Regions from separate parts of the Mus musculus genome. Here regions 1, 2, 3, 4, 5 and 7 are each linked to region 6. The links are chromatin contacts, called in public promoter capture Hi-C maps. All regions are on one chromosome and are shown on one strand. Each heading gives the region's core, a stretch centred on a gene start, on an enhancer-like site or on the middle of the called end of the contact. The rest is flanking DNA. Distances are from core to core; before and after follow the strand shown. Region 1 holds the start of Ap5z1 (adaptor-related protein complex 5, zeta 1 subunit). Region 2 holds the start of Mmd2 (monocyte to macrophage differentiation-associated 2). Region 3 holds the start of Slc29a4 (solute carrier family 29 (nucleoside transporters), member 4). Region 4 holds the start of Wipi2 (WD repeat domain, phosphoinositide interacting 2). Region 5 holds the start of Dnaaf5 (dynein, axonemal assembly factor 5). Region 6 holds the start of Gna12 (guanine nucleotide binding protein, alpha 12). Region 7 holds the start of Radil (Ras association and DIL domains).

Region 1 (3,061 bases), core at 256-2,755, 1.6 Mb after region 6:
AGCTAATGGGGGATGCTTTGGGCACTTGACTGCAGGCCACACCCCCTAACCCTTCCCAAACAGTTCCACCAACTGGGGTCAAAACATTCAAGTATATGAGCCCATGGGAGCCATTCTCACTCAAGCCACCACCCCATGGCGGCTGCCTCAGAGCCCCTGGCATTCATCCTGACACTCAGCCAGGTGAGAAACAACCCACTTGTCCCTTTTTTCTGTGTACATGTTTTTGGGTGTGACTGCACCTGTGTGTGTATTTGTGTGGAGGCAGAGGACAACCTCAGCTGCTGTTCCTCAAGTGGGGTGTGTGTTCACATGCAGAGGCATAGGCATATGTACACTGGCCACAGGAGACGTGAGCAGATCAGAGGACAGCCTTCAGGTGCCCACCCTCATGGCTACTTACACCTTGTCTGAGACAGATTCTCTTTACCATCTCATAAGCCAGGGCGGCTTATCCTCCAGCCTCAGGAGAGTCTCCTGCCTCCTCCATCTCCTGTAGGTGTGCTGGGATTACAAATCCTTACACTACTGGGCTCAGGTTTTATGTAGCTTCTGAGGACCCAAACTCAGCCTGTCAGGCCTGTGTGTCAATCACTTTCAGGTTCTGAGTCTTCTTTCTTGCCCTACCTCTTCTCTGAGACAGAATCTCTCGTTGGCCTGGGACTTGCCAAGTAAGCTAGGGCCGGCCAGCAACCCTTAGGGATACTCCGATCTCCACTTCCTCAGTGCTGGGACTGCAAGTGTGGGTTTTATTTTTATATGGCCACCCAGGGATGGAACTCAGGTACTCATGTTCACTTTTACCAGCTGAGCCGTTTCTACTTCTGCCCGTTTCTCCCTGAAGCCTTGCTTATTACTAGGCCATGAGCACTAGGTATTGATTGGCAAGAGCCAGAAAGACACGGGTCCAAGTGTCTTTCCCACTGTGACAGCTCCTCAGTCTACTACCAGTTTCCTTTTTCTGTGTGTGCAATAGGCACCCATCTCCCAACCCAAATAGGTGAATAGTGCCAGGGCCTCATCTTAAAACCCAAGACTAGCAAGACATTGGGTATTTCTGCAGCAAAGAGCCTGACAGAATTTATAAAACGTGTCTGCCATACAGCTTTTGCTAAGGATGTTCTTTCTCTGCCACCAAGTCGCGCCCCCAGCCTCTCACTGGGGTAAATCTAGTCACCCTACTGCTAAACTATGTGCCTGCCTAGTCTCTCCAGGTCTAGAGTCTACCACTGGCAGTTCCGGGATCAAAGGAAACTGTTTCGGAGCCAGGAGTTCTGGGTTCCAAGGACCACGGTTCCATGACTCCCTGGCTGCTGACTGACGTGGAGAGAAGCCCAGGAGCTAGGCGGGAACTGGCTTCTGTACTGCAATATTTTGGCCAAGGCCTCCGCCCCGCCCCGCCCACCTGCCGCAGGACCGGAAGCTGGTCTGTCTTTTGCGCGGGGGAGTGGGAGGGATGGCCCTCCCACGTGGTGTGGCACCGGAAGCCGTCAGCTAGCGCTCCAGATTCTCCCACGTGATCCAGCCAGGACGCGGGAGGGTGGTGGCGGGGGTAAGAGGTGGGGCGAAAGAGGGCAGACACAGTCCGGTCACATGACACGTCATGTGACACGATCCCGGAAGTCCGCGGCAACGTTTCGGGCACTGGTGGGCTTGGAGCCGTGTCGGCATGTTCTCGGCGGGCGCGGAAAGTCTGCTGCACCAGGCCAGGTCTGCCGATCTGGGGCTGGGGCCACGGGGCGTGAGACGAAGCCGGGGAGGAGCGGGGAGGCGGTGGTCCCGCTGCACGGTTCGGGTCTCCGTGTGGCGCCGGGTCCGGGGCTCAGGGCGACCTGCGTGGAATGTGAGGCGCACAACTCAGCTAAGGGATCCTCCTCATCGTGTCTGGGTCCATGCTAGTGCTGACCCTGCACTGAGAGTCTAGGTTCTTTCCCAAATAGCCAGCCCAAGACTTGGTGGTACGTGATTCAGCGAAGGAAACGACTACCCGAAGCCCAGACCTGATGCATTTGGTAAACTGAAAATGCAAAGGGACAAATCTGGACTCTGAGCTGGGCCACTCGTGGGGAAAGTTTAGAATGGTTAAGATCTCTGGGATCTCCCAGAGCCTGAAAGAGTTAAAAGTCTGGAGTCTACGAACAAGACAGTACTCCGAAGACAGAGGGACTTAATAGGTAAATGACCTTGCCACCAAGCCTGACTCTCTCGATTCGACCCCCGGGGCTCGGGGAGGAAGAAGAAAATCAACTCCAGCAAGTTGTCTTTGGATCTCCACTCGAGCACCCCAACATGTACATAAATAAATGTAATAAATTAAAAAACAAAGACAGTTTTCTTAAGATCTATTAGGAAAATGGTTGGTGACCCAGCCACACAGTCTCCCCATGGGCCCACAGCCCTCCTTTGCCTTCAGTACTGGGTGGGTACTTTTCATTTTTAAGCAGTAACCTTTTCATGCCAACACAAAAATAACGCTATCCTGTCTCATAGCATCTGTGGTTTATCACTGCCCCAGTTGGGTACAACCCTGGGCCATTTGTATCTCCTTTTGCTCACCCAGCCTGTTCTCTAGGTGCCTCAATAAGACTCTGGGTGGAGGATGCAGGAAACAAAGCAGGCGAGGGTGGTAGGAAAGCTACTGGAGACCTTCCTCGGCCTGGGACATGTGGTACCTGCAGAGACAGTGCAGAACCAAGTTCAAGTACCTGACAGACAGGCTCAAAATGGGGGCAGTTTGCAAACCATCAGCCCTGTCAGGACACCATAGTGGGACTGTCAGCCATGATTTAGGAAGTTGGGGGCTCTCTTCCTCAGCGCCCACAGACAACTGATCCATTTATTTATTTATTTAGAGATGGCTGAGACAGAGTTTTACTGTGTGGCCCCTGAAACTCACTCTGTAGACCAAGCTGGCCTCAGACTCACAGAGATCCACCTGCCTCTGCCTCCCAAGTGCTGGGATTAAAGGCGTGCGCCACCACCACGCTGGGCAATTCCTTCATCATGGCCCTTTATTTTGTGGTGCTGGGAAGGAACCCAGCATGCATGTAGGCAGGCACCC
Region 2 (3,101 bases), core at 107-2,606, 1.8 Mb after region 6:
GCATACCAGCCCACACTTGTAATCCCAGCCTTCAGGAGGCTGAGGCCAAAGGACTGCTGTCCGTGTAAGGCTGACCTGGGCCACATAGTGTGTTTCAGAGAAGCCTGGGCTACTAGGCTATAGAATGAGACATTTTTTAAAAATAAAATTAAAAAAAGGACTAGGAAAGGCATGACAAGATGGCTCAGCAAGTCACGGAGTTTGCCACAAAAGCCTGGAGACCAGGGTTCAATCTCTGGAATTCATAGATAGTGGGAAGGAAAGATTCAACTCCACAACATTGTCTGACCTCCATATATGTGTGGGGTACACAACCCCACATGCAATAAAAATAATAGTAATAATAATGATACTCGTTCAAGACAACCAAATCAAATCAAAATGCACACCAGATAATGAAAACTTCGTATTAAAAAAACACAATGCAAAATAACTCACAACTAACGTGTTCAGATGGGAATCAGGTATACAAAATGTTAACTAAAATATACTCTTGTGAGTCCCAGCCCTAATTTCAGCATCCAGGGGGGCTAAGGCTGAAGAATTAAGTTCAAGACAAGCCTGGGCTACATAGTGAGATCAAGGCCAGCCTAGGGTATGTAGCAAGACTGTCTCGAAAACAGGAAAAGAAGGACCAGTGTTCCCGAGCTAGACAGAGCTCTGTGAGGTCAAAGGACAGCTTGGTCTACAAAGGAGGGTCCAAGCCAGCCAGGACTACTATAGTGAGACCTGACTCAAAAAATAAATAAATAAAATAAAAGAAAGAAAAGAAAAGAAATCTGGGTTCAGGGAGGACCCCAGAGAGCTCCACAGGGATGGAGCAGTTCCCCCACCCTTAGATTTGCTTTCTAAGGATCATCTCATATAATCCTCCGTGGTTCCGAATGGTGGAGACTCTCAGAGTTCACCGGGTCGCAAATGTGGAAACTGAGCTTTGGACCGAAGAAGCACCTCGCCCAGGGGAAAAAGGAAACTCGGAGAATCCGCTGCGCTGAGCGCAAAAGCGGGGTGACAATTACCACTCCGTTATGAAGAAGCTGGGTTGTTCTAGCCCCAGGCAACGGGGTCTGTGCATCGAGCCCAGTTCTCCAGACAGTGGGGAAAGGAAAGAAGGATCTTGGTGTCCTGGCCCCTGTCTATCACCCCCTGACCCGCTACTCACCTTGCATATTTGGTTTTCTGGAAATCCAGCAGCCTGGCCAGAGTGAACATCGCCGCGGTTCCATCAGCGCCCAGACCAGGGCTGGGACGCGGGAACACCAGGAGCCGCTTCGGGAGGCGCAGCAGGTTGGAAAGGTGTCAGATCCTCGGGCTGCTCCAGGGCCTTGAACAGACCCGATCAGTTGCCTCCGGAGCCCCGAGCCCCTGAGCCTGGAGTCTCCCGGATCGCAAATCCCGAGCAGATGGTGGCGGGGGCGGGGCGGGGGCGGGATATGGGGGGGACTTGGGCGCACGCTGCCAATCGCCCGGCTGGGAGGCCCCCTCCCTCCTGCTAGCTTCTCCCCGGGTCCCCTCCACCCCATTGCTGTTCTAGCCAGCAGAAGACAGCTTGGACTAGACTGAACTGCCTCTGTTACGGCTTGCCATCCGGGCAGCACTGCAAAGCCACAGGGGACGCCTGGGGACCGAACTAGGTGGCACCCTCAGTTTACTTATTGCAGGCTCTTAGCCCTGAATCCACCCTACCATCCAGGACTCTGTGTCTCTAGGAACCATCTTGCTCCACCCCCTCCCATTCCACCTTCGCCGCTGCTCCCCTCCCCCCTGCCCCCTGCCCCAATCCCCATTCACATCCACATCCCAGTACCAAGATGGGGACATTCCATCATGTTCAGAATCTACAGCCCCAAGTCTATCCTCATGTCTTCAAACTCCAGTTTTCTTTTTATTATTACTTTATTGCATTTTAATATTTTAAAGCATTTATTTTTAATTTATGTGTGTATATGTGCGCAGGGTGGGGGTGGGGCTATGTGCATATGTGAGTGCAAGTGTGTGGAGATAAGAAGTCTGGGATCCCCAGGAGCGGGAGTTAGGGGCAGTTGTGAGGCAACCGAAGCGGGTGTTGGGATTCGAACTCCAATCCTCTGTATGCACAGGAAGCACTCAACCGCTGAGCAAGCTCTCCAGCCGCCTGCAGTTACGTATTTATCATGCGTGTAGAGGGCAGAAGGCAACTTGCAGGAGTTAGCTTTGTTCCTACACCATGGACAACTTAGGGACAAAACTCAGGTCTTCCGGCTTGAAGACAAGCATCTTTACCTGTTGAGCTGGCTCACCAGCCACCAGATTCAGCTTTCTGCTTTAGGGGGGGGCGTGACATCTTTGGAGGACGTGGGAACCCAATCTGTCTCTGAACATTTTGAACACCCCTTGAGGGAGCTGCAGGGGCAAGATGGTCTTTGGTGTTCATGACAGCTACTATTGTTGACTTTCCACTTGGCAGGATCTAGAATCACCAAAGATACAACCTCTGGGCATGTCTGTGAGGGATCTTATTGGTTGGGTAAGGGAAGGAAGGCCACCCCTAAATGTGAGCTGGACCTTGATCCTGGGCTGGGGGCTGGCCTTGAATAAAAGAAATATTGTGAACTTAATGCCAGAGTTCCTGTCTCCTAGATTCTTTTTGTTGTTGGTGGTGGCGGTTTTGTTTTTAGAGATAGGGTTTCTCTGGGTCGCCCTGGCTACCACTCTGTAGACCAGGCTGCCCTTGAACTCAGAGATCCACTTACCTCTGCCTCAATGCTGGGATTAAAGGTGTGCATCACCCCGGCCCAGCATCTCTCTGCTTCTTGACCATGTATGCAAGGTGACCAGATGGGTCCCCAAATTGACGACAAGTCCTCTCCTCCTCCACCATGGCTTCCCCCTTCCTAAGTCCATAGCCCCCTGATCGTCTCAATTTGCTTATTTTTACCCAGTGCTACAGGTTGAATTCAGGCTCCAGCACATGCTAGATGGACACTCCATGATTAGATTACATCTCTGGTCCCCTTTCACTTTTTTTTTTTTTTTTTTCAGATAGCCAGGCAAACTTACTCAAGCTGGCCTTGAACCCACTCTGTAGCCCAGGCTGACAGTGAACTTGTGATCCTCCTATC
Region 3 (3,218 bases), core at 241-2,740, 1.9 Mb after region 6:
TCCAACACTCTAGAGGCTGAGGCACAAGAACCCTGAATCCTAGACCAACCTGAACTACGGTAAGAAGAGACCATTAAAAAAAAACAGACACTTCTAGGAACTTTGCTCTGTGAGAGAGAGGCTAGCAAGATGACAAGAAAGCCCCCAGGCATGGGTAGAACCAAGCAGGCTTCCACGAAGAAGTGGGAATGCAGGCAAGAGGAGGGGTATCCAGACAAATGCATCTCTCTGTGCCTCGGTCCTGAAGACTCCTGGCCCCCATTAACAGGTCCCAGTTTGTAAGGACTTAGGGTACTGTTCCCACTTAATTCCTGGTCTTATCTTTATGGCCCCCATGGGGCATGTGGCCAGGACCAGGGTCAGAATAGGCCCTACTGAAGCAATCAGTGCCAGCCCCAGATTGTCGCAGATCACCTAGAGCTCCAGGAGACTAAGCCTGGCAAGAATCGTGAAGGGACTGAGAAGTGAGGACGGCCAGCTAAGACACCAAACCTTCCTGTATGCTAGACTGTCAGATACTGTAACCTGAGAGTGGAGAGAAGTGGGCAAAGACAAGTGGAGTGTGAATGGGTAGAGGCAGCGCTTATGCTGAAAGCCACGGTCCAGCATAGGATGAGTCCACGCCGTCGGGGAGTGGTAGTGTGGGGGAAACAAGCATGGGAGTGGGAGGCGGGGCAGAGAGGCAGGGCTGGTGTGAAGGCTGTGGGAGGGGCCATGGGGGCGTGGCACAGGGAAGTGATGGGGCGGAGCTAGCAGGTAGTGAATAAGAAGTCATGTATGAGGGCTAGAGGTGAGGCCAGGTAGGTGGGACGAAGTGGGCCCAGAGGAGGAGAGTGGAGCATGTGGGAATAATGGGGGTGGAACTAGGCAAATGAAGTAGGAGCAGGGGAAGAGGGGGATGGAAGAAGGGCCCAGCACGCATCAAGGGAAGCGGGGAAGGAATAGGGGTGAAGAAAGAATAGAGGTGAGGCTAGGGCCAGCGGAGAGGAAGGCAGGGAAAGGGGGCAGGCTCTGTGGTCTGGGTTGGGGCTGGCTAAGGGCACAGAAGGAACGAGGGTGAAGACAGCAAAGAGGCTTGGGGGCATTAGAGTGGGCAGTTCAGAGGCGGAGCCAGAGGCGGGGTCATATAGAGTGAGTGGAGCATAGGTAAAGAAAATGGGGCGGGGAATATGGTAAAGACTGGGTAGGGCCAGGGGCGGAGAGCGCAGGTAGAGATTGGGCGGAGTGTATAGGAGAGAAAGAGGGGTTTAGGGGCGGATTTATACAGAGTGGATGTAGCGTGGGCAGGGAGACTGGGAGACTGAGTGGCCGTAGGCCCCACTGGAGGCCGGACCTGGGTGGAGCCCTGTGGAGTGGGCGGGGTGTGAGGGGCGGGGCCACGAGGGTGGGCGGGGCATCTGGATGGTGAAAAGTGTGGTTGGAGGCGGGACTTGGGCGGAGTCACGCGGTGGGCGGAGCTAGGAGGGCGGAGCTAGGAGGGCGGGCGGGGCGTGGGCCGGGCTAGCTCGCTGCAGCTGCTGCGCCCCCAGCACGCGCTCACGGACCCGGGCCCGCGGACCGGGACACCGAGCAGGACGCCCGCCGCGCCCGGTCCCAAGCCTCGAGAAGCGGGGCACAGCGCAAAGGGTCCGGGCGCGGGCGGCAGGCAGGCAGCGAGGATCCCAGCCTGGGGCCGCCCGAGGTGAGTGTCGCCACGGAGGTGGCAGGGAGACGCCGGCGGGGACCTGTCGGAGCCTTTGTCTGCGGCGCGCGGCCCCAGTCGCGCCGCCTCTCCCTTCCGCCCTCCCAGGCACCGGATGGTTGCCGCACCCCTTGTCCGGGGAGGATGGGTACCCTCGCACAGTGCAAGATCCCCTGCATCCGAGCTGCGAGGGCGGGACGCAGGCTCTAGAAGGGGACAGACGCGGGTGGCCTTGGCCGAGCCGGATCACGGCATTATGTCCTCCCTTGGTCACACCTCAGGGGACCTTGCACCTGAAGTTCCTTCCGGACCCATCTCCTTCCATCACGCCCTTCTGCCCAGCCAGCTTCCTTCTAGTTTTGAAAAAGGTTATGACAGAGGCGGGGCCTGGGCACTGGGTCACGACCTCCGAGTTGCCCCTGAAGTCTCTCTTTGCTGGTGGCCCTGTGGGCCGGGGTCCAAGTTTGATACTGCTAGTGCTTCCTGCGGAAGAAACATCAAGGTCTGCTAGTGTCCGGACTGTGCAGGAACCTAAAGCATGGAGAGAGATGGGCCTGGGCTACCCCTCTGCCCTGCGGGCATCCCAGGCCTTGACCAGTCTGTGGCATTGATGTTACAGTCATCTGTCCCCTGGCACTCAGAGGAGCTGCCCAAAGTAGCTCAAAACCCACAATCCTGCAGCGGGGAGTGGAGCCTTAGGATGCTGAGGGAGACTCCCTAAACAACGTCTGGGCACGGGACAGGGGCATCCAAGGGCATCTTAGTAAACAAGACTTGTGGCTGGAGCCAGAAGTTCAAGGCCCGAGGAGGTTGAGCAGGCTGGCTTTCCAAGTGAAATGTAATTTTTCTGCCTCTTCTGCCGACTGCACATGTGGGGCAAGCAGCCTGAGAGACAATCCCTACAGCATCTGAGAGAGGCCAGTGGTGGTCAGCCGGGTCAGGGTTCAGTTAGAGCTGTCTGGCTGTGGGTTTGGCCCTCCTCTGCCTTTTTGGTTATCTCTTCTTCAGACTGGTGTTGTGTGCCTAGTTTTACAGGACTACTGAGAGCTCGGAGCCCTCTTTGACCCACAGGGTACTTAGGGGTGGCTTGCATCACTATTAAAACGCCAAGTGTGCGTAGCTAAATTTTTCCTAGCAACCACCCAGTCCCTCTTTGTGAAGTACTCTCTCACCCTCTAGGTGGGTGTTTGGTGCCAAGGATGGTCTGAAAACTAAATAAATGTCCTGTATCATCCACAATGCTTTCGTGACAAGCACTGAGGGGTCCGAAGTCAGGAGCATGGAGAAGAGCTTCCCTTCCAATGTCTATCTGTATGCCCTTGAATTTTAATTAAAGTGGATGTAGGAGAGGAGGGACCTGAGACCCTGGATGTTGCATGTTGGGGGCTGGGAAAGGAGAGAGATGAAAGCCATGGGGACAGTGTAGGTGGCAGCTGCCCGCCACGCTGACTGAGCCAGAGCAAGCAGCCTGGCAGGATGCCGAACACGTCCGCCTTCCCGGATGGTGTGGCCTCAGCCAGGCAGAAACCTCTCACGC
Region 4 (3,430 bases), core at 506-3,005, 1.8 Mb after region 6:
AACCATTGTCAAGGCCGAGAACCTGTGGGCAGGTGGGACACAGACCTTAGGGGAGGCCCTACCACCACTAGTCTGCTGAATAGACATAGTATTTAAGTGACCCCTTATTGTTACATCCATAGAGAAATGCATCTCTCAGCTCTCATCAGAAAAGCTTCTATTTGCAGAAGATGGTTATTGACACAGAGGCCCACAACTAGCCAAAAGTGAGCCACAGATACCACACCCCTCCTCCCAGTGATCAAGGACCACTGTAGAAGAGTCTGAAAGACTATAAGAGCCAGAGGCACTGGATACTGTCAAGGAAATGGTGTTTTCTGGACTAGCAGGGCAGCTACACACATGAACTCACAGTGGAATATACCAGACCTGTGCAAGCTAAGCCAGGCAAGATGTATGTATAAGAGAGATGGGCATGAAGCCTCACACCTAGCTAAGCTGTTGTTAACTGGTAGCTGCTGGGAACGGGGAATCAATTTCCTTCAAGGGTATGTATGATCTCCGATAGGTCTTCCAGTGGAAGACCATATCCAAAACTATATAGGCAACACAAAATGGAATTGGTGGGTTTAAAAAAGAAAGACTGAAAAAAAAAAAGACATAAAGTTGGGTGGGTAGGGAAGAAGAGTGGATCTGGGTGGTGGTGAGGTTGAATATGATCAAAATGCTTTGCATGAAATTCTTAAAGAATTCATTAAAAAAAAAAAAAAGAAAAGCTGGGAATCGTAGCACATTTAATTCCAGCACCAGAGGGCAGAGGACGGAGGGCAGATGGCCGAGGGCAGTATATTTCTATGCATTGAAGATTAAGATGGTGAGTTCCAGAAGAGCCAAGGTCTCCAAAGGCTAAAGCAAACCATTTTAAAGGCTACTTTAAACAAGCGTGGTGGTGCAGCTCCATAATCTTTTAAGAGGTAAAGGCAGGAAGACCGGGAATTCAAGGTCAACCTCAGCTACAGAGTCCAAAGCTAGCCTAAGATAGATGAGCCCCGATCCAAAGACAACAAACAAAACAAAAACACGAAACAGGAAGGGTGGGAAAGTGTGCGCCATCTTTTCCTCAACAACTTTGCCATCTTTGCCCCTCTGGCTGTACTAACAAAGTTCGACTTTGCTCCCCGCTTAACTGTCCTCAAGGACAGCACACTGCTCTTGGGAACTACCAGCCTCTTGCCTAGAGGTTCAGTTCTAACAGCACAGAACAAGTCTCTCTCTTCTCCAGGACCTTCGCCACCAGAACATTTCTATCTCCTTGAAGGGAAGAAGAGAAAGGAAAGAAGGGAAGCAGCGGGAAGGAGAGAAAGGTGCTTCCCATAGACTGTTGCACGGACCAATACATTTAAAGTAGAATCCTGTCCCAAGGACCGTGACCGCACGCGCCTTTCCAGTCTCAGACCCAACATTTGGCAAATCGTTTGCAGTTCTGCGCCTCGCTTTTCAAATCTGCAAAACGGACGTGCGACATTCTCTTCGAGCAACGCGGTGCGCCAAAGTTCCTAGAACAATGATCAACGACTCAGGACCAACGAGGTAACTCGCCGTTCTCAGACAGCAAGCCCCCGCCCACTCTCCGCCACGCGCAGGCGCACCCACCAGCGCACCTTTATGCATGCGCAGTCGACCGGAAACACCCGCGGATGCCTGCGGCGAAGAGGCGGGGCCTACGCAGCGGGCCTGCGCGGAACGCCGCCGTGCGACGCGAGGGTGGGCGGGACCGCGCAAGCGCGCAGCCCGTCCCGGCTCTGGAGCATAAACAAGAGTGGGGACGGGATGAGGCGGCAGTTGGTCCCCGCGCAGCGAGAGGCGGCGAGCGGGGCGACCTGCCGGACCGGACGTCGATCCTGAGTGTAGCGTGCTCCCGCGGGCCGCCCGAGTCGAGCTGCGCGCGCTCCCGCCAAGGGGGGTCCGAGGCCGTCGCGCGCTCGCAGCCATGAACCTGGCGAGCCAGAGCGGAGAGGCCGGCGCCGGCCAGCTGCTGTTCGCCAACTTCAACCAGGATAACACGTAAGGCCGGGCGCGGACGCGGGGCCGGGGCAGAGACCAGGGCTGGTCAGGTTGAGGGGTATGGGCGGGGGGCGTGCTGAGCCCGCGCGGCCGCTCGAGCGCTGCTGCCTCCTGGGCCGGGGGAGGTGATGGAACTCGGGGTGCCCCCATCCACCTGTCCTGAGACCTGGCCTTTCGCAAAGTTAGGAAGGAACTGTGCACGCCGGTTTGCGCCTGTCACCCGGACTCGGTTTTGCGGCCATCCTGGGCATCGCCCGCCTCCCCCTTTCTATACATCTGTATCCTCACTGCTTCTGTCGCTTTTCATGGCTTTTCTTTTTCTGTTTGCTTATTTCTTCTCTGCCGACCTTTCTGGCAAGTAACTTTGGTCTCCTCCAAAAAAGGACCAAACGGCAGTAGTAATCCAGGCCTTCGATCTGAGACTTTATCCTCAAGGGGTCTGGGAGCTTCAAAAGGGGGTGAGGTGGGCTATTCCTGGGGTAAAAAAGAACCTTCGTACCGGTCCACTGTTTTACCGGACTGAACTCCTGTAGTTCCCCATCTGGTTCTTCAAGGCTGCCTCGTTGGCATACCTGGAAGGTAGGTAATAGATGAGGTTTCTGATGAAGGATGGATGAGTTATGGGACTGGAAGGGAGAAGAGCCATCTTGGGAAGTGAGTAAGAGGAAGTGATGTAAGAGGAGGAGGAATGGGTCACTTGGCATCACACTAAGTAGTTGGTCGCTACTGGCACAATAGCATTAGCAAGGCAGGGACTGAGGCTTTTGTTTTTCCTCACTTAAAAGTTAGATTGGAGAATGGCAAGTACCTGTGTGGAGGGAGGTGCAACAGGTGCTCAGTTGGACCTTTAGACGAGCTCAAGAAGGAGGTGCTGTCCTGAAATTGGGACCAGCCACAAATGAGACTGTGAAGTTCAGAAAGGGCTAGAGTCTGTCAGGATCTTAAAGTTGGCTAATAGTGGGATGGGGCAGGCTTGGGTTCTCATCCCCTGAGGTTGCTCTCCTGGTGTTCTTTCCGTTGTAACACACTGGGTCTTTTCTACATTAGAACAGAATGCTAAAGACACTGAGTCCAGAAGTAATAGTGGACCTGGGCACTGGAGAGCTGGTTCAGTGGATAAAGCACTTGTCACACAACTCTGAGGCCCAGAGTTGGGATCCCAGCACCCATAGAAAAGCTAGGCAGCTGTCTATAATCCCAGCAGATCCCTGGCTAGTTAGATGAGCAGGGTCAGTGAGCTCTGGGGTTCAGGGAAGAGACCCTACTTTGGTAAATAAAGAGGGAGACACCTGGCCTAAACAACTGACCTCCACACAAGTGTATGCACACTGGCAGGTGTGTACCTCTCACACGTTCAGGCTGCTAAAAATTGTGTCGTGTCCTAAAGCCAGCACAACAAAGGCTACAGGGACAACCTGTTGCAATT
Region 5 (3,205 bases), core at 513-3,012, 1.7 Mb before region 6:
CCCAACCTTCACAGCAGCCACAGGCATCCTTAAAAGTGCAGACTTAGCTTTCAGTGTTCCACGTAAAGCATCTTCCTTGGCTCCCTGCAGAGAGACAAAGGCTATCCTGGCTGTCCTGCACATCCCCTTGTTCCCTACAAGACACTTCTCCTTCCCCTAAGAGGTCCCCTGGCCACAGACAAGCACCGTCAGCTTCAGCTGCCACGGCCGGCCACAACCCTCACATACTGGGATGCTGGGCTAAGATGAAGTTGGAAGGGCTGCTTCCCTGGGCTTGCCGTCTGCCCACCTAACATTCACAAAGCCTTTTCACGGCTTGCACATCTATGCCAAATTCCCCTTATGAGGATAGCAGCTAGCCCCAATATCTCAATCTTGACATCTGCAAAGATCCTACCTCCAGACACTCACACTCTGATGGACTAGGCTTAAGACTTTGACATACGAGTCCATGACACCTCTAACACCAAGCCTTTGCTTGGCCAGTCACCTCTCTTCACAACTCTTTTGCCACCCTAAGCAATTTTACATGGTTCCCCTAAAGCTTCCACGCCACATTCAAAACACCTAAGGGTTCACACCAATTTCCCACAAAACTAATGTCAACAACAAAAAAAGGCCAAATTTGTTACAAAACCCAACCCCTAACATTATAAGCCTGTTCTCAGATGTGACTCGTTTGGATGCCCAAGTCATGCAGCACTGAGTCAGGCCTAGGAAGTGCCCAGTGGGGGGTCCTGACCACTGACAATACCATCTCTGACCCCCTAAAAAAACACTTCCAGCCATCGAGCATACCTCATGTCTAAACTGAGGTCAGACCGTGTGGCAGATTCACACTTGACTTCTTCATGACCTCTGAGGAACCCAGTAAGGATCAGCCATATCTACACCATTAGAAAGAACCTCAGCTTAAGCTGCCCCTGAGGAAAGGAACCTGAAGGTGCAGGCTTGCAGAAGCTTGGCCACTCAGGCCAAGTTCCAGACTCAGGCACAGGACAGCCCCACTCTTGGCCTCGCCCCTAGCCATTTGCCACGCCCTAAGGCCTGCGTCCCACCTGTCAGCCCTTGTCTCAGGCACCTCAATCCTCACGCTTCACCTTACTCAGACCCCCACCCCTCCCTCGAGCTTTATGTCCCTTCCCCAAACCTGCACCCCACCTATTATTGAAACTTGTCAGCCAGCTGCGCGGCCCATGCCCCGCCCACCTACCCCCCCATCCAACCCACTACTCCTTGCCCCGCCTCCTTCCCGTAGACCCTTATTCTTCGCCCCGCCCACAAAACCAGGGCTCCGCCTGCCACCTCCTGCAATGCTCCCGAAGTCCACACCCCGCCTATTTGGTTCTTTCCCCTCCCATTATCCCTTATTCCCCTCTCTTTACACTAAGCCCCTACCCAAGAGGCCCGTGTCCCGCCTACCAACCCCCTCGTACCGCCCACTACCTCTTTCGCCCAAGGCCCTTGCCGAGCTTGCTGTCTTCTGCCTCGCCCTCAAGGTTCGCGCCCCACCCCAGACTCCCGGACCTAGCCAATTACACTTGCTTCTCTTAGCCTCTCTCGTCCTCCTGCCCGTCACTCCGCCCTCTAAGCCCTTTGCCCGCCCACTTCCCTGGCCCCGCCTCTCCCTTACTCCCTGCCCCTCCCCCAGCATCACTCCTAAGGGGCGCACACTCAGCCTCGAGCAACCCAGGCAGCCGGAAGTCTTGCCGTAAAGCGTGCTCGGACCATCGTACTAGCGCCGGTTCCCTTGGAGACAGGCAACGCGCTCAAGATGGCGGCGCCGGCGGAGGCGGAGGTGGCCGCGGCCCCGGGCTTAACCGAGGCGGCTGAAGCCGCGGAACTGACCCGCGCGCTAAGCCGCCTGCTACCGGGGCTGGAGACGGAAAGTAAGCTGGGGCGGCGGCGCGCTCTGGAGGCTCTGGAGCAGGTACTGGAAGAGGCGGTGCGGCCCGGCGCGGATTCCGCGGCCTTCCAGGGCCCCTGGGCCCGTCTGCTGCTGCCGCGCCTGCTGCGGCTTCTAAGCGATCCGGCCGAGGGCTGCCGCGCGCTGGCCGCTCACCTGCTCGACCTTGGCCTGCGCCGCGCCGCGCGGCCCCGCGACGCTCTGCCGCGTCTGCTGCCGGCGCTCAGCGCACGCCTGGCCCGACCTGAACTCGCGCGGCCGCCGCCGGAGCCCTGCGAGGAGCTGCGTCTCGCCCTCGTGCAGCTGCTCCACCTCGCCGTAGACCTGGGCGGCGCCGCGCTCGCGCCCCACCTGGACGACGCCGTGCGCGCCTTGCGGGCCGCGCTGCTCGACCCCTTCGCTGCGGTGCGCCGGGAGGGCTGCGAGTGCGCAGCCGCTCTGGCCCGTGCCACTCCGGGTGAGCGTCCTATCCGCTTCCCTGGTTACCTAGATGTCCAGAAACTGAACTAAAGTGGGCTGGTTCCTTCGTAAGGTCATTTCCGATGGGAGGGGGCACGAGACAAGAGATCTCACCATGTAGCCCTGGCTGGTGTCAAACATAACGCTGCTTCTACTTCAGCCTAAAGTGCTAGACTCTCAGACCTGTGTCACACCCATTTCATGATCATTTTTATGCTGGGTTATGGGACTCATGTGGGAAAGGACAACTCAACTCAGTTTCTTTACTCCAGTGTCTTCTCTGTCTCTGACACGGGTCACTAACTTCCTGGATGAAGGGAGGCTGCTTCTCGTTTATTTCTACCCTCTATCTACAGCCCTGCTTGATCAGGGCTTTTTCCCTTTTTTCCTTCTAGACTAGAGTTTGGAAAAGTTAAGAGGCCCTACCTAGTGTTTAAAGTCTTCCCGGGGGTAGGGGGGAGCCAACTTTGTGAAATAGGTGTATATATCCCTCCGGATGCCTGGAGCATAAGCAGCTCCCAGCACCATTGGAGAGAAAAAGTGGGAGCTGAGGCTAGCAGAGGCCAGAGGAAGGTTTGATGGTAGCCACAGAACAGGGCCCCATGCAGCTGTATCGCATAACCAGCAGCCTCCCTAATCCCACAGAGCACTTCCACATGCAATCGGAGTCCTTGATAGGCCCCCTGATGCAGACCATCTCCCACCAGCACTGGAAGGTCCGGGTAGCCGTTATCGAAGCCACGGGCACTGTGATCCAGTTTGGCAGTGGGAACTCGGTGGATGATGTCCTTTCCCACTTTGCTCAAAGACTCTTCGATGACGTCCCTCAGGTACTGGGAG
Region 6 (3,440 bases), core at 385-2,884:
ATGCAACAATGAAGGACACGTGGACCCTGAATGACATGAGAAGGCTTCTGGAAGGTTCTTTGTTTTTGTGTTTTGCAGTGTAGAGGTTGGACGCCTTGGGCTTGTACTTGCTAGACTGGTGCTTTCCCACTGAACCATATTCCTAGTCTAATTTTTTTTTTCCTCTTCCTTTTTTTAGTTCTATAATGGTCCTGTACATATGCTTTTAAAGCAGGTTTAGTGTCACATACCAAGATGTTTTCTAATACAACTATATATCTTGGATTAACTTGGAGACTGGGGTCGGGGTGAGGCCGGGGGTACAGGTAGGGAGGTGGTTAGGGACGAACACGATTGGCACAGAACTGACCCTTGTTTCAATGCTGGGTAGTGGGTGTCTCGAAGCTCCTTCTAACATCTCACCTAACTTGGTGTGTATGTTAAATCACCATACTAAAAGGTTTAAAGAACAAAGTATGGGTGGCACATGCCTGTAATCCTACCACTGGGGAGACGGGTCAGAAGGATAAGGAGTTTAAGGTCAGCCTTGTCTACATGGCAAGGCCAGCCTGGGCTTCATGACTCCCTATCTCAAAAATACAAACACTGGCAACTTAGTCTAGTTAGTAATGTCCTCCCTAGCACGCATGAAGTTCTGGATTCAATCCCAGCACTACACGAACAAAGTATGGTGACACAGCGCCCTCCTCCTCTGTAATTCCAGGATTTGAGAAGTTGAGGAGAGAAAGGATCAGGAGTTCAAGGTCATTCTTAGCTACAGAGTGAGTTCAAGGCCAGTCTGGGGTATATGATATAATGTGTGTGTGTGTGTGTGGTGGGGGGAATAAAATGGTCAATTCTCATTTACAAATAAAAAACGAAGGCTGATGTCCTCCAACCTACACTATAAACTTTGCATGCTGGAGGGACAGGGAGAGTTGGCGACCCTCAATCCACGTGTCCAGCCCTAACACCCTATTTGTAACCCAAGTCCCTGAGAGTGGTCCAGCTTGCATTCCCACGGTCCCCAAGCGTCCAGGGCTCTGCAAATCTATCGCGCCCCTGGGAGGTCACGGGAGTAACCCCAACTGCATTGCTTGAGGTCCCTATTGGAAGGGAGGGGCGCCGGGTGGCAGGGTCGCGGGTCCGTGGAGAACAAAGGGGGCGGGGCCCGCGCGCCACCTGGACCAGGTGTGTGTGGGCGGGGCCGCGCGTCACCTTAAGGATGTTGTCGAAGATGGTGTCGCGGAACTCCAGCAGCGCCTTCTGGTCGAACTCCCGGCCGTGGATGATGCGCATCTGCTTGAGGAAGGTGGACTTGCCGCTCTCGCCGGCGCCCAGCAGCAGGATCTTGACCAGCCGCCGCACCGCGCGCCGCTCGCGGGCCAGCAGCGCGTCGATGTCGCGGCTGCGCCGTCGGGCCTCGCGCTCCGCGTCGCGCGCCGCGCCCGCCCTGCGCTCGCGGGCTCCGGCCTCGGCCGGCAGCAAGCAGCGGCTAAGGGTCCGCACCACCCCGGACATGGCCGCCCTCAGGCCGCGGCCGCGCCCCGCTGGGGCCCGCGCGCCATGGACGCCCCTCAGCCGGCGCGGCCCTGCCGGGCCAGGCGCCGCCCCGCCCGCCGCTCCCTCAGGCTGCGTCCGCCGCCGCCGCCCCGAGGCCCTCACTCGCCGGGCCGGCTGAGGGGCGGAGGGGAAGGCGCGGAGGGCGGGGCGGCGCCGCGCAGAAACTCTTTTATTGGTTGGGAAGTCTTCTATCTTGGGCAGCGCGCTTTTTTACTGGACAAGCGTGCCTTGGAGGAGGCGGGCACTCCTGTGGTCCTTGGGGCGGAGCCGGTGCCGAAAAAGGCGGGATCTTTTCGATGAGGGAGCTTCTTATTGGACTGCTGAGCAAACTTCTTTCTTTCAGAATGAAAGGGAGGTGGGGCCATTGAGGAGGAGGAGCTGAAGCCCTTCGCAACCAATTAGAAGTGCTCTGATCGTTTGTCAGTCACAATAACTACGCTTGGGATTGGAAGTTGTGGGAAATGGGGCGAGGCCAAAAGTGCCAGGTGTACAGAGTGACTCTCTGCCTTGATTCCCAGGTTGGTCCGGCTGTGAGCCCAAGATGTGGCTGCAAAGTTGGGAAATAGCGATGAGGTCCTCCTGCTCTTAAGTTTAGGGAGAAAGCTCAGTCGTTTTCCTTCCAAAAACATTGAAGCAGGGTGGGTCATCATTTTCAAACAAAAGCTGCTTTGAGTGTTACATGGGCCCCAAATAAGGAGAAAACAAACAAACAAAATTATTGTATGGGTCTCCCTAGGCACTTTCTTAAAATATGATTAAGGGGAGATGGTTCAGTGGGAAAGAACTGTGAAAGTGTGAGGACATGAGTTCAAATTTCCAGTTGTGCCTGTAACCCCACCTCTCAAAACCCAAGATAAGACCAATTCCAGTAACTTGCTGTGCAGCTATCCTAGCCCCAATGATAAGCTTAAGGTTCAGTGAGAGAAGCTGTTTGAAACGTTACAGAGGGGAGGCAGTTGAGCGACTTCTTGGCCTTTGTATGTATGTGCACTGGCGCGCGCACACACACACACACACACACACACACTTGCACACACATGCACGAGCGCGCACACACACATCTGTGTTTGTCATAATCACTCAGGCAGTTTGATGTGGAATAGTGGTCTGAAGTGTGGTGTCTGAAGGGTGTTGGTGCTGCATGGAGAATCATTACAGAAGCAAGAGAATTGAGATGAGTTTGAAGCCAGCCAGGGCTACATAGTAACTCTCTCACCATCTTGGCTAGAGATGATGTTGCAAGAGGAGGTCAAGCTTGTGTGATATAATCCCAGTATTGAGAGAGCCCGAGACAGGAAAATATGGAATTTGAGGCCAGCCTGGACTAAAGCTTGACTCTGTCTCAAAATGTTTTTTTTCAATATGTGTACCTGTTCCATATCCCACTTTCTATTACAAACAGAAGACAACCTTTGGTGTTGGCCCTTGCCTTCCACCTTGTGTGAGGCAGGGTTTCTTATTGTTTGCCATTGCATATGCTGGGGTAGCTGGCTCAGAAACTGAAGATAGCCCATCTCTACTTCCCATCTTGCTTGGAGTACAGATGCCTGCTACTGCGTCTGGCTGTGTGTGGATTCTAGCGAATCTGAACACAGGTCCTCACTCCTTTGAAGCCAATGCTGTACCCACTAAGGGATCACCCCAGCTCACGGTTTATTGTCTTTTAAGAGAGGTCTCATTTATCTCAGGCTGGGAAAATTACAGCCAAGGATGACTTTAAACTCCTGATCTTCCCGCCTTTGCTTCCTAAATGCATGCCATGACACCTAAGAATATGTTTCTAAGACAGAAAATGGGGGAATCTGAACCCATGGACTAGAGTTCAAACCTTATTCAGTTTTAAAAACCTAAATTAATTCACAGTTTTCGGCAAATGCTCCAGACATTTACAAATAACT
Region 7 (3,297 bases), core at 234-2,733, 1.7 Mb after region 6:
AAGGCCACTTGGAATTCAGGGAAAGTCCTACAGAGGCGAGTACGCCCTGGGTAACCAGATCTGTTTTTCTGGAAGTATGACCTGTCTTTTCCTTTTTCTGCCTCATTCTCGCCTCTGACACACAAACATTTGAGGACAGCTCAGGTCCCAGAGAGTCAAGAGTACACGCAGGGCTCTCGCCGTGGCTGCCTCAGAAATTGTCTCTTTTCTTGTTCTCCGATTCTGCTTTTTTAAAAAAGAAAAAAAGAAAGGAAGAAAAGAGAAAAAAGAAAGAAAAGGAAAAAAAGTAAGGTTAAGTCACAGAGACCAGGCAGGCAGTGAGGTCAACGACGGCTGACATGGGTGGAGGGACGTCTCTGTTCCAACAGGACAATGTGGAACACATTATCATTCCAACAGAAGAAAAACTGAGCAGTCAACTTTGCAGACGGCGCATTAGCCTCCTCCCCTCATCCACAAATCCTATCTTTATGGCTCCAGCTGGAGGGCGGCTTTAAAGGCAAGCATAATTCAATCAGGTTTCATTTGGGCCGCTAGTCACTTAGCAAAAAGGGACTGACTTCTCCCAGCAGGATTAAAGAGAAGCTCCTCTCTGGAATGCACAAGAGGTGGCCCGCAGCACCGAGAGACACCAGTAATCAAATTCTTTTTGGTAATTCAGATTAACCAAACACTCGACAGGCGACAGAGGCTGGGCCGGGCAGGTCTGCAGCCTGTCAGGCCCCCATCCCAGGGCTCCCCAGGGACAGAAGCCAGATCCCTTTGAGGGCCTCGGAGCTCCAGCTCAGCATCTGTCTCAGGCGCGGCACTTGTCGGGGGACTGGCTGGAAATGATACAGAAATAGCTGGAGAAACAATGCCTCTCGCGGGCACACCGATGGGGAGGAGACGCGATGCGGGACGGGTGTAGGCGGGGGTGTCACCACCATCCTGGTGGGCGAGTGCGGGACTCCCGCCTTGAGCTCTTTCGGGTTGTTCCAGGTTAGATTGCACCTCCAAAGCACTACCAGGTAAACTGAGGCCTGGAAAGGTCCCTTGGCCACGAGTGACGGAACCCGGATTGCCCCTGGAAGTCCACGGGGCCACGCAACCCGCGCCCACCCGGCCTTCAGGTGCAGCTCCCCCGGGCCGCTCCAGGCCCCGTGCGCTCGCCGGTTTCCATGGCAACCGAGCAAGCCTGCCTCCATCGCGCCCGGACTCGCCGTGGGGACCGTGACCAGCGCGGCCCCGCCCCAGCGCGTGCCCCGCCACCCGTGTCTCAGCCCGCGGTCTCCGCACCCTCCGCGGGTCCCCGCAGTGGCCCAGCCGCACCTCCTGGGCCATCCTCGGCCTCTGCTGACCTTCCTTCTCGCGCCCCGCACTCACCTCAGCGCAGCCTGTCAGCTGCGTCCCCCGCGCGCGGCTCCCACGCCCGCCGTTAGCCGAGCTGGCGCCCGGCTCGAAGCGCCTCCTGCCGGCCGCGCAACGGACAGGGCGAGGCCTCCGAAGGGGCGGGGCCTCTGGGGGCGGAGCCTCTAAGGGCGGGGAGTCGGGCGAGACGAACAGAAACTTGACACCTCAGCGCCCAATGGGCAGAGACGGAGCCTCGAGTGGGCGGGGTCACATGTATTAGGGCGGGCCTGGCCGACCGAGAAAGATAGGCTGTGCGCTAGCGCCCCCTTCTGGTCCCCAACGGTAAGAACGATTCTCTAAGAGGTGTGGCCTTTGAGTGGGCGTGGCCTCGGCAAGGGGGCGGGGCTAGTTTCCCAAAGTCGAGTCGTGGTATCTCAAGGGGCGGGGCTGCAGGAAAGAAGGGCGTGGCCTGTTCTTGGGCCCCCCTGCTTTGGGGTTGTGTACTCTATGATCAAGTAGGTGGTGTTTGGCCTCCACCCCAGTTAGTGGACGAAGGTGGAGGGGTGGACAAAGATGGACAGGTACATAACTGAATATGCATGAAACTGACCAGGGACAGGAAGGCCAGACTTTTATTTTATTGAATATATTTTTATTTATTCATTGACAATTGCATACGTGTATATAGTGTGTGTTGTCAGCATTTAACCCCAGTTCTTTAATTTTAATGTATCCTTCGTAGAATTTTATTTTACATTTTAGATAGGGTCTCATAGATGCCAGATTGGCCTCAAACTCCATGTGACCAAGGCTGGCCTTGCACTCCTGATGCTATTACCTCCATTGTCCTTGTGTTGGAATTACAAGCTTGCACTACCATGCCTAGTTAATGTAGTTCTGGGGATCGAACCAAGGGCCTCATGTATGCAATACAAATGCTCTACCAACTGAATCACTTCAACCCTAAGCAGCCAGAATTTTAAAAACACAAGTCAAATTATGGCAGACTAACTTTAAACCATGCAAAATGGGACCAAATCAGCTCTAGGTCCTTGACCCAAATAATGTATTTTGCTTTGACTTCTCTCTGGTATGTTCAGTGATCTCAAACTGCACACCCTAACCCGAGAAGTATATCTTTTTGTGGGCAGTTTGTCAAGAACTATACTGTAGAGAAGTAGTTCTCAACTTTCCTTAATGTTGCAACCCTTTAATACAGTTCCTCACTGGGTGGTTTGAATAGATATGGCCCCATACACTTCTGTGTTTGAATGCTTGGCCCATAGAGAGTGCCACTATTAGGAGGTGTGGTCTTGTTGGAGGAAGTGTGTCACTGTGGGGGTGGACTTTGAGGTCTCCTATGCCCAAGCTACACCTAGTATGACATATGGTCAGCCTCCTGCTGCCTGCGGATCGAGATGCAGAACTCTCAGTTCCTCTTCCAGCACTATGCCTGCCTGGATGCTGCCATGCTTCCCACCATGATGATAATGAACTGAACCTCTGAAACTGTAAGCAGGCCCAGATAAATGTTTCTTTTACTTTGGTCATAGCATCTCTTCACAGCAATGAACCCCTAACTAAAACACTCATGTTGTGGTAACCCCCAACCATAGAATTATTTCACTGCTACTTTATAATTTTGCTACTGTTATGAATTGGGATGTAAATATCTGGTATGCAGGATACCTGATATGCAATCCCAAAAGGGGTTGTGGCCCATAGGTCGAGAACCGCTGCTGTAAAGTAATGGCCCCATGTTTGAGACCAGGGGAAGGGGACAGACATTTACAGAGCACCTCTTCTGTCAGGTCCTATGCTTGGGGGCTTTACCCAGCCCAGCTCGGATACACACACTAACTCTTAAAAGGTTCCCACTATTCAACTTCTTCCTGAGGATGTAGTGTCTCTCAGAAGTCCATTGACTGAAGGTCAATTAAGACTTGGCTTGTCTATATGATGAAC

The links. Promoter capture Hi-C pulls out the DNA fragments that hold promoters and counts their contacts. Capture Hi-C pulls out chosen DNA fragments and counts their contacts.
Region 1: a promoter capture Hi-C map of adipose tissue shows a contact between it and region 6, with 6 times the contacts expected there. The contact joins the promoter of Ap5z1 here to the promoter of Gna12 in region 6. A contact is called at or near these places in 10 of 39 promoter capture datasets (the 3T3-L1 cell line, the C10 cell line, cranial neural crest and 6 more), 22 of 484 Hi-C or Micro-C datasets (B cells, the C2C12 cell line, CD4 T cells and 17 more), 11 of 115 datasets of contacts at active chromatin or transcription factors (the 230-238 cell line, the NIH/3T3 cell line, differentiating embryonic stem cells and 8 more) and 2 of 9 other capture datasets (adipose tissue and liver).
Region 2: a contact with region 6 is called in a promoter capture Hi-C map of hippocampal neurons, with 8 times the contacts expected there. The contact joins the promoter of Mmd2 here to the promoter of Gna12 in region 6. A contact is called at or near these places in 4 of 39 promoter capture datasets (3T3-L1-derived adipocytes, cranial neural crest, hippocampal neurons and 1 more), 1 of 484 Hi-C or Micro-C datasets (cerebellar granule neurons), 3 of 115 datasets of contacts at active chromatin or transcription factors (astrocytes, embryonic forebrain and forebrain) and 2 of 9 other capture datasets (embryonic stem cells and liver).
Region 3: a promoter capture Hi-C map of hippocampal neurons shows a contact between it and region 6, with 7 times the contacts expected there. The contact joins the promoter of Slc29a4 here to the promoter of Gna12 in region 6. A contact is called at or near these places in 4 of 39 promoter capture datasets (the C10 cell line, cranial neural crest, hippocampal neurons and 1 more) and 1 of 115 datasets of contacts at active chromatin or transcription factors (astrocytes).
Region 4: a contact with region 6 is called in a promoter capture Hi-C map of adipose tissue, with 4 times the contacts expected there. The contact joins the promoter of Wipi2 here to the promoter of Gna12 in region 6. A contact is called at or near these places in 8 of 39 promoter capture datasets (the 3T3-L1 cell line, 3T3-L1-derived adipocytes, the C10 cell line and 5 more), 1 of 484 Hi-C or Micro-C datasets (CD4 T cells), 5 of 115 datasets of contacts at active chromatin or transcription factors (the 230-238 cell line, astrocytes, embryonic forebrain and 2 more) and 3 of 9 other capture datasets (adipose tissue, embryonic stem cells and liver).
Region 5: a contact with region 6 is called in a promoter capture Hi-C map of erythroid cells, with 24 times the contacts expected there. The contact joins the promoter of Dnaaf5 here to the promoter of Gna12 in region 6. A contact is called at or near these places in 1 of 39 promoter capture datasets (erythroid cells) and 1 of 484 Hi-C or Micro-C datasets (rod photoreceptor).
Region 7: a contact with region 6 is called in a promoter capture Hi-C map of hippocampal neurons, with 14 times the contacts expected there. The contact joins the promoter of Radil here to the promoter of Gna12 in region 6. A contact is called at or near these places in 15 of 39 promoter capture datasets (the 3T3-L1 cell line, 3T3-L1-derived adipocytes, the SN4741 cell line and 10 more), 6 of 484 Hi-C or Micro-C datasets (the N1E-115 cell line, cerebral cortex, cortical neurons and 3 more) and 3 of 115 datasets of contacts at active chromatin or transcription factors (astrocytes, embryonic stem cells and forebrain).

What each region holds. Positions count from the first base shown.
Region 1 is chr5:142,462,426-142,465,486 of GRCm38.p6, forward strand. Ap5z1 (adaptor-related protein complex 5, zeta 1 subunit) reads left to right here and starts at 1,506. Exons shown (of 17, transcript NM_172725.2): 1 at 1,506-1,710. The coding sequence starts at 1,670.
Region 2 is chr5:142,607,396-142,610,496 of GRCm38.p6, forward strand. Mmd2 (monocyte to macrophage differentiation-associated 2) reads right to left here and starts at 1,357. Exons shown (of 7, transcript NM_175217.6): 1 at 1,163-1,357. The coding sequence starts at 1,212.
Region 3 is chr5:142,700,611-142,703,828 of GRCm38.p6, forward strand. Slc29a4 (solute carrier family 29 (nucleoside transporters), member 4) reads left to right here and starts at 1,491. Exons shown (of 11, transcript NM_146257.2): 1 at 1,491-1,681.
Region 4 is chr5:142,627,829-142,631,258 of GRCm38.p6, forward strand. It overlaps Wipi2 (WD repeat domain, phosphoinositide interacting 2), which reads left to right and starts at 1,756. Exons shown (of 12, transcript NM_178398.4): 1 at 1,756-2,004. The coding sequence starts at 1,931.
Region 5 is chr5:139,148,473-139,151,677 of GRCm38.p6, forward strand. It overlaps Dnaaf5 (dynein, axonemal assembly factor 5), which reads left to right and starts at 1,763. Exons shown (of 13, transcript NM_001081265.2): 1 at 1,763-2,363; 2 at 3,011-3,195. The coding sequence starts at 1,775. It also overlaps a transcript of Prkar1b not described here.
Region 6 is chr5:140,828,797-140,832,236 of GRCm38.p6, forward strand. It overlaps Gna12 (guanine nucleotide binding protein, alpha 12), which reads right to left and starts at 1,635. Exons shown (of 4, transcript NM_010302.2): 1 at 1,198-1,635. The coding sequence starts at 1,500.
Region 7 is chr5:142,549,615-142,552,911 of GRCm38.p6, forward strand. It overlaps Radil (Ras association and DIL domains), which reads right to left and starts at 1,484. Exons shown (of 15, transcript NM_178702.4): 1 at 1,366-1,484.